2 separate regions of the Pan troglodytes genome follow, and region 1 is linked to region 2. Evidence: chromatin contacts called from public HiChIP or PLAC-seq data. All regions are on one chromosome and are shown on one strand. The core of a region is the stretch at or near the end of the contact, and the rest is flanking DNA. Distances in the headings are between cores, read along the strand shown.

Region 1 (3,287 bases), core at 376-2,875, 170 kb after region 2:
GAGTTGTATCTGGAAACACTTGACTTTCAAATAAGAGTTTATTGCTCTTTTTGTGTTTCACTTTGTTTGCACTATTCTAGGACCCCTATCACATTGGATTGTAGTTGCCTAATCTGTCTCTTTTCTCTACCACCTTGGACATTTTAGAAGTAAAACTATGCCTTGATCTTATTTGTCTCAATGGTGGCTTGTCATTGGGTTGTACGTAGCAGAGGTTCAATAAAATTCTCATCAGTTGTTATTTTTCTCTTTTTCTCCCCTACCTAAATAATCTCAGTACCCCCAGCTCCCTAAACTATCAACAAATAGAAAAAAAGCTCTATTCATTTTTATCCTTGTTCTTTACTCTCCTTAGTTTAAACCCAAATTTGACTATGTAAATGTAATTTCATTTTGTTACCCCTTCCTTCATTAAAACAAAAATACCCTTCATGCACATGCAAAACACTCTACCCCACACTATTAAAACAGCAGAAATGAACACTAACAAAAGCCAAGGTAAAAAATTTCCCCAATGTTGAATTTTTGGACTTAGTGTGGGGGTAGGAAAAATGGAGACATCATTCTGGTTCTCCCTTTGGCAGTTTTCAATTGCTGTTTCTTAATCTCAGTCAGAAAACACATTTCTCTGCCTCTCCTTTTGCCCCATTTCTACCCTCTCCTCCCTTGCCCCTGTGCAAAACCAAAGATGGGTTGAGAGGCAAGGCATAATGGAAGAGGAATGTTCTTTTCCTCCACTCCCACTTTCTTCTTCAAATTCTGTTTTGGGACCATCCTTCCCCACCCTCCCATTTTCATCTGATGGACACACTGTCTCTGTTGTCTCTTGTCATATTTGATTTTATGATATTTCATGTTTTATGTGCTTTTTTTTTTTTAGTAAATTCATGGACAGAGAATGTATCCTGGTAAACACTTAGATTAAAACAAATTTACATAGTTGATTACTATAAATGAAAATTAGTGACTCAAATTCTCCAGGTTTCTAAGCTACTTAGACTAAGCCAATCAGGTAATTTTTGCTACTTCTGGGCAAAATGTATCTGAATTCCTATTCAGTGGATTTGCAGGATGAAATCTAAGTTTACCTCTTTCATCTCTCATTTAAATGTGGAAAAACGAAATCAATAAAAATCTCTATATGCTTATTAAGCATTTTAAGGAGGGTGTGAATAAGGAGTGAAAGCTTTGAGCAGTGACTACAGCAGTTTTTCGAAAGTCAAAACAATAACCAATGCCAATCAGTAGCTCTCTTCACCTCTCACACAATAATAGAGACAGGACAGGATAAAAAAGGGTTACATTTAAAAAAAAGTATGGATGTTAAAATGAAAAAAAAAAACCATTGGAAATGGCACTGTAAATGACACCGGAAAAGATCGCCTCCAGGCACTGTGTGGAACTTTGCAAACTCGGGTCCTCACCCGAGGCCCGCATGGCCGACCTCGGGGAGGCTCCACCCCAGAAACTATTTCATTGGCGCCACCTCTAGCCCACACTTCCCCTCTTCCGCATGCGCACAAGGAGCAGAAGCCGACCAGCTCGTCACGTCGCCTTCCCCGCCCCTAAATTTCCAGTTCCGATTGGTCCGTTTCATGGGACCGCCCCTCTGGCCCGACCAATGTGGAAGCCTCCTCGGGTGTTCCGCCCTCCCCGCAGGCGGCGTGCGGCTGCATAGCCTGAGAATCCCGGTGGTGAGCGGGGATGGCGGTTGTAGCGGCGGCTGCCGGCTGGCTACTCAGGCTCAGGGCGGCAGGGGCTGAGGGGCACTGGCGTCGGCTCCCTGGCGCGGGGCTGGCGCGGGGCTTTCTGCACCCCGCCGCGACTGTCGAGGATGCGGCCCAGAGGCGGCAGGTGGCTCATTTTACTTTCCAGCCAGATCCGGAGCCCCGGGAGTACGGTGAGCCCAGGGACTGCCCACTCGGTCCCGCTGCAGCCCGGACTCCCAGGCTCGCAGGCGCCCGCGAGGGGCAGGGGCCGGCAGGCTGCAATCCTTGCATCCCAGCTTATTAACTTCCTGACTCTCTGGAACCTACTTGCCCCAGGGTCTAACTGTGGTTCACTTCTTGCTCTATTTTTGTGACTGTTCGGCCCTCGAGACGCAGTCCCCCCTCCCCCGCAACTTTGAGATGGGTGAGAGGGCATACTGCCACCTGGAAGAGCCTGAGGGTGGAGGGGTGGTGCCCAGGGAACGCCTCCCTTTTCTCTGTCCTCCGTCCTTGCTTTCTCAACCCAGGCCTTAGGTGTTGTTCCAGCCTGCCCAGGACTGGGCCACTAGCTTAGGTAGAGGCATTTAAAAGATATATATATATCTTTATATATATATATATTTTAAATGTATATTATATATTATATATAAAAAATATATATGTATATTATATATATTATATATAAAATATATATGTATATTATATATATTATATATAAAATTTATATATGTATATTATATATATTATATATAAAATATATATGTATATAAAATCAATTCAGTTACTCAGTCCCTTGGTTTCTTCTTACATACAGAAATATGTGTGTGTATGTGTGTGTGTGTGTATATATCCACACACATATATATATGTGTGGATATAGTTATGCGCATATATATGCATATATATGCGCATATATATGCATATATATATATGCGCATATATATATATGTCCCTTGGTTTCTTCTTACCTACAGAATTCTGAGTAATTGAATTGATTTTCCCAAGGTCACAGAACAGGTCCTTCCTAGAGATGTGAAAGAATTCAGACTTTCTACTTGAGCTTAGTACTGAGCTTGTCCTGGGCTATGCTGCCACTTAGCCAAGGAGGTGAAGGTGATGGGAGGAGGAAGCCATAGGAAGGGCATATAGCAAACTCCTCATAGTATGACTGTTGCATGATTTTTACCATTTCTGCAAGTTTCATGTAATGTCTCTCATCAGAATATCAGATCCAGTGTCTCTCTTCAGAATATCAGGAAACTGTAGGGAAACATGTATTGCTTCCTTGTCTAATAACTTCTCATGTGCATGCTAGAGCTGACATTTTTGGAAGTGTGTCTTGTGGATAAGAATGAACAGTTATTGAGTTCTTACCAGGGTCAGGCGCTGTGTGTATGTTTCATCATCTCATTTGAGGGTTAGGACAACCTTAAAAGGTTAGTAAAGATTTTATTCCCATTTTGCAGTTAGGTTAATGGAGTCTTGAGACAGTTTGACCAAGATTACACAGGTAAGTTAGTGGTAGCTCCAAAGCTCCAGCTTTGGAATCTAATTGATCAGATTCCAGAGCTTCCATTC
Region 2 (3,459 bases), core at 551-3,050:
TTTCTAAAGAAGTGAATGCAGTATTAATGCCAAATAATCATTTTGTCTCTCACAAAAATAATTCCAGCATACGTTTTTCCCACAACATAAGCCCTATGTATCGGACTACATTCATGCTGTGACCACTGTCTAATCTGTCTAATTTACTCTAACAACAATAAACACAAAAACTACAGGAGTACATTTTCATTTCGAAGTAGGGAAGGCAGAGTCATAAGATGGAACGTTAATATCCTTCACTGATAGGATGCAGTGTGATATTGCAAAAGGACCAGAAAAATTGACCTCGTAAAATCATTTCTGAAATCCTTCAAACCTTATTTTAGATTTCAAAGACTTTTAAATGCTTTAAAATGAAAAGCAGCGAAGCAAATGAAGAAATAAACAGTACAATGTAAAAATATAATATCACAGTTGGACGCTAGGAAAGCTGCATAAATCAAACAATTGACAGCCCTGCCAAATTAACTGCAACAGCTAAAGAAAAGTTTGCTGATTTAAGAACTGTATATATGTAGGCATCTGGGACAACCTCTAGGTGTTGCTGTAGAGACCCCCTTCCTAAAGACTGATTTCTTCCCCGGTGTTTTGGCCTCCCCCTCCCCCTAACTGCACTGCAGTGCGCAAAGCCATTATAGACAATCACTTCAAACATATTTGCTGTTGAAAATGCCTCGGAAACTAACATTCTTCAAGGTTCAAGGAGCCAAACAATATTATTTTACTTTTCAGTCCAAATTATACTATAGATGAAGGAGCTAGATAGAAGAAAAGATTAGCAGGGTTCTGTCAAAGCGACCAGGAGGCTGAAGAAACCTCCTGTACCTTCAGCTGCCCCTGAAGCCCTCCTTCCTCCCCAGCCCGCTCTCCATACAAAATAGGACTAAATGTTAAAAGGAATCCTGTGCACGGGGAAGAGTGAGGCGAGCTCGGGAGATGTGGGAGCACAGGGTGGGGCGGCTCCTGCGAGGAGCTCCTGGCTGCACAGGCTCCATCTGATATGTCAGCTCCCGCATCCGAGAGCTGATGAGAGATGGAGGGAGCTCAGAGGAAAACCCTGCGAGTGTCGGGGGAGGGGAGGCCTTAACATTCGGATCAGATTAACCAGTGCTCAACCGCAGTGCCCGCGCCGGCCCCTCCGCTGATCCGCAGCATCCGAAAGCCGCAGGGCGCGGGGGCCTGTGGGGCCGGGCCCGGGCGCTGCGAGACCAGGGGCCGGTGACCCCCCGCGGGGGACCGAGCGAGGATGGGGAAGTCAGCGGCTTTACCTGCGATGGACCAGGTCCAGCGGTAGAACTCTACCGTGTCGTTGAGTGCCGTGGACACTACGTTTAGGACACTACCCGGCTCCGAGTCCAGGAGCCCCATCGCGGCGATGAGCGGGCGCTGGCGGCAGGAGAAAGCGGAGACCCAGAGAGAGGGCTGACCCCGGAGGCGGTGGCGGCCGACGGGGCGAGCGGCGGCCGGGAACCCCTCTAACGGCGGCGGCCCGGCCGCGTCTTCTCCTGCTCCTCAAGGCGCCGCGGCGGCGGGGATGCGGCAGAAGGCAGGGCCAAGCGGAAGGCGTCGTCAAGGTTCCCGGGAGAAAGACGAGGAGGTGGAGGAGGCCCAGCCGCCAGCACAGTGCGCTGCACCAGTCTGCAGCCTCGCGCAGCCGCCCCTCCAATCTCCTCAGCCGGCGTCACGTGGCCGCGCGCGGGGGCGGGGGGCCGGCCGCCCCTCCTCCCTCCCTCCCTAGTATTGGGACTCGCGGGCGTAGGGATGCTGCGCTCAAGGGTGCGACGCGAACTGGGCTCGCGCAGGCGCGCGCGTTCGAGCGGGAGCGGGACACCTGGGCCCCTCCTTGGCCCCTCCCCGCACAAGTCGCCTCATTAGCCTTCCCCGCCCCTGTCCCGGGCATCGGCCCCTGCGGAGGAGTTCACCGCCTCCCCACGGGTGACTTCTTATCCGCCCCGGATACGTCCTGGGAAACAGGACACGGGAAGAATGGGTGTTCTGTGGGCAAAGATGAGGTAGGCGTGGTGCTTTGGTCCTTACCTGACACTCACCTCGATTTCACTTGTGTTCCTGTTTCTTTGACCTCCACCAGCACATGCCTGTCACCATGACAAGAGAAGTGCATGTGTTATGCCTCTGAAGAAGTGAAGGGTATTTGTCTTCCATGCTTCAGCGATGGAGAATAGACTTTGGGGCCGACCCATGAACAAATCAACATATAATTGCATGAATGCTTGCATGTGTTTTGTAGACTCTTTTACTATACATGGAATGAACAAAGCAATATAATTGTGCTAAATTAGGCCATTAGTAGTTCAGAGAAGAGGGAGAACCGAGAGGGGCTTACAAGTGAAGTCCGCTTGAACCTGAAGAAGTTGAGGTGAATCTGAAAAAGATAATCGCTCAAGAGGCAAAGGGCAATTTAGTGTAGAGAGGAAAACAAAGTAATTGTGGCTATTTTGAAAAATTGTTTAGATAAGGTATAGGAGAGCCTACCCTTGAAAAGTAAAAAAAATACAGTACTTGGAATTCATAATTTGATGGTTTCTCACATAAAACAAGATTTTTGAGAATAGTCCAATAACCTTTTCATCTACTTGTTTTTTAAATGTGTCACCTACTTGTTTAACCTTTTCTCCACTTGCTCATTTTGGATGCTACATTTTAAAGACCAGTGAGTCAAGTGTCTTATTGTTCCTGCCTTTTCACACTGTTAATGTGAATACTATCTTTTATCATACTGAAATGATCTATTTCCCAATTGACCTGGTTATATATTGTCTATATTTTATATTGGAAGCATCCTAGATGGTAAGAATTATTTTTGGTTGCTTAATGAGTACCTAACCCAGTGCTATAAACAGTAATTAATAAATATTTATGATGACAAAAATATAACATGTCTTTCAGAGAATAATAAGGATTATTGTGACTGGCAGGAACTTTATTGCCGAACTAAAGCAAACACAGACTTCTTTAAATGCCCTATTCTTGAAATTAACCAAATAAAATGTTAATTTATTAATTTGTCAAATATATTTGCAAATCTAAAGTTTTCTGGATTGGAATGACAATTTCTCAAGTCTCAATCCTAAATTATGTGTAACAGATTCTAGTAGCTATATAAAAAAAAGAAATCCAGTCAAGTCTCTTCATTTAGGGAGTGGATAAATACCCATTCATTTACAGTGATGATCTAACAAAGTTCGGATTAGTTCGAGCTTCACCTAAAAATTTGATACTATTTCTATATTGTGGAATCCTGGACTTTTTAGGGAGAACAGATCTCTACCCATACTTCCATTCACACACGCAAAACTGCAGCATAATACTTAATACAAGGAGAAATTGTTAAAACAGCTTCAGGTATTTCCCTGATATTTCTTCTACCGTGGAGGTCAACTTAAGTCCCTAATTCACTAGGGGGCGCCAGTCACGTATAAGAAAATCATAGATGAGATA

Evidence for each region. HiChIP or PLAC-seq counts read pairs in DNA pulled down with a chosen protein or histone mark.
Region 1: an H3K4me3 HiChIP or PLAC-seq map of stem cell-derived excitatory neurons shows a contact between it and region 2, with 4 times the contacts expected there. The contact joins the promoter of BCKDHB here to the promoter of ELOVL4 in region 2. A contact is called at or near these places in 2 of 7 Hi-C or Micro-C datasets (a lymphoblastoid cell line and stem cell-derived neural progenitor cells) and 1 of 1 datasets of contacts at active chromatin or transcription factors (stem cell-derived excitatory neurons).

The regions. Positions count from the first base shown.
Region 1 is chr5:92,123,602-92,126,888 of NHGRI_mPanTro3-v2.0_pri, forward strand. BCKDHB (branched chain keto acid dehydrogenase E1 subunit beta) reads left to right here and starts at 1,626. Exons shown (of 15, transcript XR_010158080.1): 1 at 1,626-1,900.
Region 2 is chr5:91,948,481-91,951,939 of NHGRI_mPanTro3-v2.0_pri, forward strand. ELOVL4 (ELOVL fatty acid elongase 4) reads right to left here and starts at 1,801. Exons shown (of 6, transcript XM_518601.7): 1 at 1,269-1,801. The coding sequence starts at 1,368.